Regions from separate parts of the Mus musculus genome. Here regions 2 and 3 are each linked to region 1. A link is a contact called in public HiChIP or PLAC-seq data. All regions are on one chromosome and are shown on one strand. Each heading gives the region's core, a stretch centred on a gene start, on an enhancer-like site or on the middle of the called end of the contact. The rest is flanking DNA. Distances are from core to core; before and after follow the strand shown.

Evidence for each region. HiChIP or PLAC-seq counts read pairs in DNA pulled down with a chosen protein or histone mark.
Region 2: a contact with region 1 is called in an H3K27ac HiChIP or PLAC-seq map of microglia, with 5 times the contacts expected there. The contact joins two enhancer-like sites. A contact is called at or near these places in 2 of 115 datasets of contacts at active chromatin or transcription factors (embryonic basal ganglia and microglia).
Region 3: a contact with region 1 is called in an H3K27ac HiChIP or PLAC-seq map of microglia, with 5 times the contacts expected there. The contact joins two enhancer-like sites. A contact is called at or near these places in 3 of 115 datasets of contacts at active chromatin or transcription factors (embryonic basal ganglia, forebrain and microglia) and 1 of 9 other capture datasets (embryonic stem cells).

Annotation. Positions count from the first base shown.
Region 1 is chr13:44,064,723-44,067,422 of GRCm38.p6, forward strand. No RefSeq gene overlaps it. Among named protein-coding and RNA genes, the nearest start is that of Gm33489, 21 kb to the left of the region's middle. Within about 2 kb of position 1,304, at least 78 of the 459 cell types and tissues checked have an H3K27ac peak or open chromatin away from gene starts, as enhancers often do. A contact at or near this core is called in microglia, where this site is marked.
Region 2 is chr13:44,644,777-44,647,476 of GRCm38.p6, forward strand. No RefSeq gene overlaps it. Among named protein-coding and RNA genes, the nearest start is that of Gm40931, 9.1 kb to the left of the region's middle. Within about 2 kb of position 1,340, at least 4 of the 459 cell types and tissues checked have an H3K27ac peak or open chromatin away from gene starts, as enhancers often do. A contact at or near this core is called in microglia, where this site is marked.
Region 3 is chr13:44,936,488-44,939,217 of GRCm38.p6, forward strand. All of the region lies in intron 7 of Dtnbp1 (dystrobrevin binding protein 1), which reads right to left. Among named protein-coding and RNA genes, the nearest start is that of Dtnbp1, 64 kb to the right of the region's middle. Within about 2 kb of position 1,429, at least 52 of the 459 cell types and tissues checked have an H3K27ac peak or open chromatin away from gene starts, as enhancers often do. A contact at or near this core is called in microglia, where this site is marked.

The DNA.
Region 1 (2,700 bases), core at 54-2,553:
AAGGTTGGCCTATACCTAGGCCAAACATAAAGAAGTGTCTAGAAACCAGCACCCCCTTCTCTGCAGCCCCTGTCAAGCTCTTTCTGGGTTCAACCATAGCTCAGGAACAGACATTACCTCATGTCTCAGCACCCCATCTCTGGGCAGGCTCCCCCTTGCCCTCTCTCTATGCTCTTCTCAGGGAGAGAAGAAGGGGTGCCATGTTGGCATGCTGAGAGGAGTGACTTTTTTTTTACTCAAAGGCAGAAAAAAATTACATTTAGTTGAAGGGTAAAGACAAAGTCAAGAAGATGCGTGTGAGCCCATTTCTTGCTTCTTTCTTCAGACGAAGCTTTGCCTTTCTTTTCTAGCTTTGGATGAATGAAGTTGTCACAGTCAGGTCGCTTTCAATAGGGTCTCAGAAAAAACGCCTTTGCCACCCTAACTAACCTCATTTGGCCAGGGCACACATTTAGACGTCTTTCTCCAATTTCTTTATTCTACACATATCTTCCCCTAAATATTCCCATTCTTGCCTCCCGGTGGTATGGACCATTCTTTATAAAGATTATGGCTTCTTAGCCCAGCTCTGTATTTGCCCCCAATCTCTTACTGCCACAGAGCAATGGTACATGTGAAGGGGACAAGAGACAGCTAAGACCTGGTAGACCTGTTATAGGAAGAGAACTTTGGCGGAAACAAATTGCTGTTTAGTTAAATGTAAGTTGCTTCCTAGAGTTCACCTGCTATATATACATGTTTAAAAGAAAATACTCTTTTTTTTCTCTCTTAATGAATTATGCTGCCACCCCTAAAATTGTCTTTGACAGGTGACAGTTGGCCAGTTTCTTTTCCTTCGCTGCCTAGCATCACAGGGTGAAATGTCTTCATCACCTGGAAGCTGTGTGCCAGTGTGGCCAGGTCACAGGCTTCCTTGGTTTTCCACTGTAACTATTGCAACCGTCCCGCATTCTGGTTCCTAAGACCTTCTTCAGGAAACCACACCAGTGACCTTCAGAAGGCCAGAACTCTTCACCCTGAATGTTTGAGCCTTCCCTCTCTCTTAACGCCTGGCTTTCTGCCAGCTGAAAGCAGAAGGCCGTTAGAGATTCTAATCTCCCGGTACAAAGTCTCTTTGGCATCGACAGTCAGATGTCACCTGGGGTCACCGTGGCCTATTTGAGGTGCAGAGTTCTGGGTAGTTTCAGTTGTGCTTGCAGCCGATTCAGAGAGCAAAAGCCGAAGTCTAACAGGAAGGTTGGTTGTCTGAAGTGTGCTAAAAATACTTTGACGTTTGTTGCTTGTGAATGGTTATTTTTAGTCTGAGGAAGTGGATTTAACATAGACCCGGGGGCCCGGTCGTGGCTGACAGAACCAGTGAGGTGTGCACCTGGATAAAGCCGTCCATTTCTGTCTGTCTGCTCCACACTTCTTCCTATGTATGCCCTGGACATGGAGGAGGACGAGACAAAACTGATTCCAGGTCTCTGTCTGCAGCGGGACCTCTCTCTTCCTCTCTGAAGCTGCTGGCCGATGAGAGGCAGGCCAGATCCAGAAGTCAACAGCTGGGCTTCAGACCCCACGAGGCACTGTCCCCTCTGCTAGAGAATACAGTCTGTGGCTTTTGAAGCCTCTGCCCTGTAGTGCTGGGCTCAGTAGAGTCTAGGTGGTTGGTTGCTAACAACTGTCACCTAATTGTCACATGAGCAGGATAACCAGACTCCTGTCCTCTAGAAGGTTCCTGCCTCATTGCAGCCTCTCCAAACTGAAGAATGAGCAGGGAGTTGGGGTACAGGTTGGTTCTTTGGCTTCTCATTCCTTGTAGGTTGACTGAGCAGTAGGGGAGGAATGGCCGTATACTGAATACCCTCCTGGTATGTCCCACTTCTATGCTATCAAGCAAGGTTAGTTACTGAAGCAAGTTAAGGTAAAGAAGCAAGAGGCGAAACCCAGAGGATCTCAAGTGGACCCTAACTGTTGTACCAATGGCAGGGGCTAAGGAATGGCAGATTAGGAGTGGCCACTTGGATCCCACTGTACCTGGGACTGCAGACTGTCTTAGCAGAGCTCTCTCACGGATATTGTGATGAACCAGCTAAGGGTTACTGCATCGTTCTTAGTCCGCTTGTGCTGTTCTAGCAAAATGTCACAGATCAGGTGGCTTAAACAGCAGGCATTCATTTCTTACAGTTCTAGGGGCTCAGAAATCCACGACCAAATGCCATTCAACTGCAGATCCTGGTCACACTCCCTGGCTGCCTTCTGGCTGTGTCTTCACATGTCCCTTTCTCTCTTCCTCTGAAGGGACAGAGACCTCTGCTGTCCCCTTCTCTTCTTGTAAGACCAACAGCCCTACTAGATTGGGGCCCACCCTTGTGACCTTATTTAATTTGAATTCCATCCTAAAGATCTCACATCCAAATAGTCACCGTGGAGACTGAGACATCTACACACAGACTTAAGGAATGGGGGACACACTCTGGCCATAGCTCCTGCAGCCAGGGAACCAACTGCAGCCAACTTTGCTGTTGGGACCCTTTCACACTTTGGGGGTACTCTAGGTCCAGGTATCCCAAGGAACCCCCATGTTCCTTTGTCAGGAGACTATGCTCAGGCTTCTGGTACTATCTTGAAAGGACAATGGTGAGAGTTGGCTTCCTTTCATAAATGATAGTTTTTGACCAATGAATGGCGGGCAGGAAGGAAGCAAAGATGCTCTGG
Region 2 (2,700 bases), core at 90-2,589, 580 kb after region 1:
TCTGTTAACCCAGTACTCTGGAGCCCAAGACAGGAGGATTGTGTTTGTGAAGGACAGAGTAGAAAATATAGCAAGACCCTGTACCAAAACCAAAATACATAGAAATTTAATATAGTGGCACATGCCTGTAATCTCAACACATGGAATAGGGTCGGGTCGCCAAGGTCATCGTCTGCTAGGTATCAAGTTTGAAGTCTACTTGAGCTCTATGAGACCCTATCTCAAATAAATATATGTAGTTGATTTCTTTTCTGTTGGAGAGGGGTGTGTGTGTGTCCGGGTTAGCATTTAGAGGTCAGAGAAGAACTTACTGGAAAAGGAGCTCTCTCTTTCGACCATGTGGCTCTTAGGGACCAAAGTCCGTTTGGCAGGCTTGGTCTCCAGTGCCTTTACCCACTGAGCCATCTTACCAGCCCACATTTAATGGCTTCTTGGCACATACTAGTTGCATATCTCTATGGGGTACACTGTGGCATTTCAGGCCATGTATATACAATGTGAAATGATCAGATCAAGGTGCTTGGTATGACTGTCTCTCACCCACATTGCACGCAGGTACATACACCGGGTTTTATTTGTCTCCAACATGATTGCACACTACCAGGAAAAAAAAAAAATTTAAAGTGAAGATGGAGACGTTTAGAAAGAGTAAAGGCATGGACCCACATCAGGAGCAAGCAATGGCACACCGGTGTTGGGTTGGACGCTGTCCAGCCATGGCAGCATGAGCATTTTCCTGGTGTGCAAAATGTAGTGGTTAGGGGAAGGGGGAGGAGGAGGGGGAGGGTTGAAAGGAGGTTACAAATTGTGTAGGAGAAATAACAGCATTTATTCCCAAATGACGACTCTTTATCTTCCCACCCCAGGCCTGTTTGTTGACAAGCCATTGTGTCAAAATTTGTTGGTCAAGGGAAGAGAGGCCTCTGTTCATTCTGTACGTTAGGCCTTGATCTTGTCTCTGCTGGAATTCGAGAGGTTCCCTCATAAGCAATCAGCCTCCTAATGGGCAAGAGGCACCGCCGGGAAGGACAATTTGACAAGGCTTGTCAAAACTGTCAGGCCACACTACAGAGTCTTTTTCATGGCCCTCTTCCTACCACAGGAGGGGAGCAACTTCATGAGCTTCTGCCAGCCCCGTGAGGACAAGAGCTAAAATCAGCAGAAATGCTGCTCAGACGAGAATAGGGCACACACATAAATCTGCTTTCTCAGTTAGGGCCATGACCATGGCAACTCTCAGAAAAGAAAACATTTCATTGGGGCTGTTTACAGTCATGACAGGAACCATGGCAGTGTGCAGGAAGCCATGGTGCTGACAAAGGACCTGGAGTTCTCCATCCAGATTGGCAGGCAGCAGGAAGTGAACTGACCCAAGCTTCTGAGACCTGAAAACCCTTCCCCAAAGTAACACACTTCCTCCAACAAGGGCACATCTACTCTAACAAGAACACACCTCCTTAAAAAAAAAAAAAAAGATTGACTGACTTCAAGTATGTGAGCATACCATTGCTGTCTTCAGACACAACATAAGAGGGCATTGGATCTCATTACATATGTGGTTGCTGGGAATTGACTTCAGGACCTCTGGAAGAGCAGTCAGTGCTCTTAACCACTGAGCCATCTCTCCAGCCAAGGCCGTACCTCCTAATAGTGCCTTTCTCTAAGCGTTCAAATCTATGAGTCTATAGAAGTCATTCCTATTCAAACCACAACATCTACTGTATTTCTTTTAAATGGTAGATGAATAAAACTGTATGATCAGTGCACAATATATCCAGGGTTTGTGGGATCAGGCAATAGTAACTAAATAGTCTCCATAGCCCTCTCCCCCTCCACTCAGTGACTAGGCAGAAGTGGTTAAATTGCCCAATGAATCAAGCAAATAGGAGTCAACCCTCTGAAGATAAAAGTTATCTATGGACAGTTTTTCCCTGAGGCTGTTTCGTTTCTTCAACACTGAGGTGCAGAAACCTATAAGGATAGAACTCAGCTGCCACATGGTGCAGCCACGTCCTAAAATGAAAAGGTAGCATTTTATAGAGTGCTCACTTAGCATTCAGGAAGCCCAGGGTTCAATCCTCAGCACAGCATAAAACTAGGCATGGTGGCACTTGCCTGCAATCCTAAGCACTCAGGAAGTGAAGGCAGAAGGATGAGAGACGTTCAAGGCCATCCTCTGCTATGTAGTGAGTTCAAATCTAGCCTTATGTACAGTTCAAATCTAATGTGTGTGTGTGTGTGTGTGTGTGTGTGTGTGTATACACATTTTTAAAAGTAGAGACAGAGACAGAGAGAGTCAGAGACAGAGAGAGACAAGAGAGAGGTGTCAAAAATCTAGCATAGGGACTGTAGTTCACAGTACCGGCTGTCTTGCTGTCTTCTTAGCACTCACATTGGCCAGTTTACAACTCCAGCTCCAGGAGATCCACTGTTCTCTTCTGGCCTCTGAAGGCAACTCTCACACACTTAGAAGTAATAAATTAGAAGCACTAAAGTAAGCTACCAAGCCCAGAGGGGAGGTATAGGCAGGAGGATAAGAAGCTACAGGTCATCCTCTAAAACACGCGGTGAGTTCAAGACCATCCTAAGATCCATAAGATCTTGAAGAGAGAGGATAGGGGATAGGGCAGAGGCAGAGAGAGAGAGAGAGGGACAGAGAGACAGAGACAGAGAGACACAGAGACAGAGAGACAGGATGGT
Region 3 (2,730 bases), core at 179-2,678, 870 kb after region 1:
ACCACATCTGTGGAGACCTCATGCACTGTCAACCTGCTCACCCCGATACAGGGAGATCACCAGAAGGGCTCGGTGGTCTGCAGTGAGGTCTGTGGCATCACGATGAGACACTTGCTGCAGGAGAATGTTTGACAGTAGAATGTTACAAAGGAGAAAAGCCTGCAGTAGAGTGGCCACCCAGCAGCACCACAGCACCATCACCAGACACTGAGTGGGGAGCACTCTGCACCCCATAGTGTATAACCAGTCACTACACCATGGTGCTGGCACCACAAATATGAACTGGGTTCTCATCTTCCCCATTCGCAGAAACAATGGAGGTGTTTTCAAACCATTTCAACTTGAAATTTCATGTCATAAAATTAAGACCAGTAGGCAAAACTGTAATAAACTGTTTTCAAAAGTACACATACACACCCCAAGGAGAGAGCTGCCAAGAGACGGCACAGAGGTGTAAAGCATGCTGCTCTCACTGCATTAACACAGCATGCAATGCTGCAATGCAGTGAGGGGCTTGATGACAGTCACACGCATAACGGAACTGATCAAAGCACCATCAATTGAAACCAACCCACATTCTCCTGGGGTCATGTTTTCTTCCACATTGTGCTAGGTTTTTTGTCAACTTAACACAAACTAGAGTCATTTGGGAATAGGGAACCTTAATTGAGAAGATGCCTTCATTAGACTGGCAAATAGGCAAGTCTGTGGGTCATTTTCTTGATTGATGTGGGGCGGTCTAGCCTATGGTGGGAGGAGCCACCCCTGGGCAAGTGACCCTGAGTTGTGTAAGAAGGTAGGCTGAGTTAGCCCTGAGAGTATCTCAGGGTCAGCCCATCTCCACAGCCTCGGCTCAGTCCTTACCTCTAAGCTCCAGCCTTGAGTTCCTAACCTGACTTGCCTAGAGGATAAGTCCTTGCCCCCCCCCCCCCCCAAGTTGCTTTTGGTCATGGTGTTTATCACAGTGACACACACACACTTTATGTTTTTACTAGTTGCCTTATGTTTGATAAACCAAAACCAAAAAATGTAGACTAATCAAACAGCTCAGTAAAAGTATTTGTACAGATCAAAAGCATGAGGGCAGGAGCGCGATCCCCCACACCCACATGAGCGGCCAGCACAGCGGTGTGCACCTGTAGTCCTAGCACAGGGGACACGGAGACAGGTGAGACGGCTCCCTGGCCAGTCCCCTTAGCCTAAGCAACAAGCTCCAGGTCCCAGTCAGAGATCTTGTCTCAACAAACAAGGTAGAAGGCTTCGTAGGAACACCACCTAAAGCTGACCTTTGGTCTGCCTGCACACACGTAGGTGAGGCAGGGTGGTGACTCTAGCACTTAAGTGGGGGAGAAGGCTCAGTCCACGGTCATCCTTAGAGAGCTTGAGACCAACCCTGGCCTTGCTTTACTCTTGTTCTTCCTCTTTTCCCTCTCTGTCTCTTCTCTCTCCACCCCCTCCATGTGTTCATGGTCAGCTTCTTCCTCCTCCTCCTCCACTTCCTCCTTCTACACTTCCCTCCCCCTCTTCTCTCTTTCCCCTCTCTCTCTGCCTCTACTCCCTCATCTCCCCTCCCTATGTCCTAAATAAAAAGGACCTTATCTTAAAACAAAATTAACAACAACTAAAATAAAAAATGATACATGGATTAACAACCTACTTGCTTCCAATCCCCACACCCACCCCAAAGATCTTCTGAAGAGGGAAGCAAGCCAGCCCTGGAGAGGTCTAAAATGACTTGCTGTGTGGAGGTTTGGAAGCAGCTCCTCCTTTCCTAGTGGATGGGGTAGAAGCCACAGACACTGTTATGATCTAACCCACTTACCATCTTGAGAGATTTCAAACAATCAGGCTCGACTGTTCTAATTCCTGCAGGCCGAAGCTGACTGTATTTCTTGAGCCTGGTCAACAGCCTCCTAAACAGCAATGATCTTTCCCCAAACTATGCACACTTTTCTTGTTGTTGATGTTAAGGCTGATGTCAAACTCATGGCAATACCCCTGCCTCAGCCTTCCACATGCTTGGATTACAGATATGAGCTACCAGAGCTGGCTTTTGACCCACTTCTGTTCTGGAAGGCAGAGTGGAGCCACTCTGGTCATACTCTCTGTCTATGGCTAATTTAGCAGAGATGGTTCCATGCAGTACTTCCAGGAGCAGTACTGTGCTCCAGCCTAAGAACTGCACCCAGATAGGCAAACGAGGCGTTTCACCCACACACTGTATTCGCCCCTCTCTGAGCTAAAACACTACTCCCTCACACAGCTTTCTATGACCTCCCATCCAAATGGAACCTGACAATTACAAAAACCTCTAAACAGAACAGGAGAGCCTCAGTCTCGAGTGAAGCAGAGTTCTAGGATATGGAAAGAAGGCAGATTAAAAAAAAAAAATTAAAAGAAACTGTCAAAATGAAAACACTTGAAGCTAAGCACTGTGGTTCATGCCAGTAATCCCAGATTCAGGAAGCAGAGATAGAGAGAGGTATAACAAGTTTGAAGCCAACATACTTTACATAGAAAGTACACACCAACCAAGCCTACCTAGAGAGATTTTACCTCAAAACTAATCAACCAACCAAAACCTCCATCAAAACAAAAGGTCTTATTTATACTTCAAAATGCACTGAAAATCCCTATACAAGAAAAATATTGGCAAACTAAAGAACTAGTCTGCCTCTGTCTTAGGCTTAAAAGCCATCTTACAGTAAAGACAAACTAGGCTCACTGCTG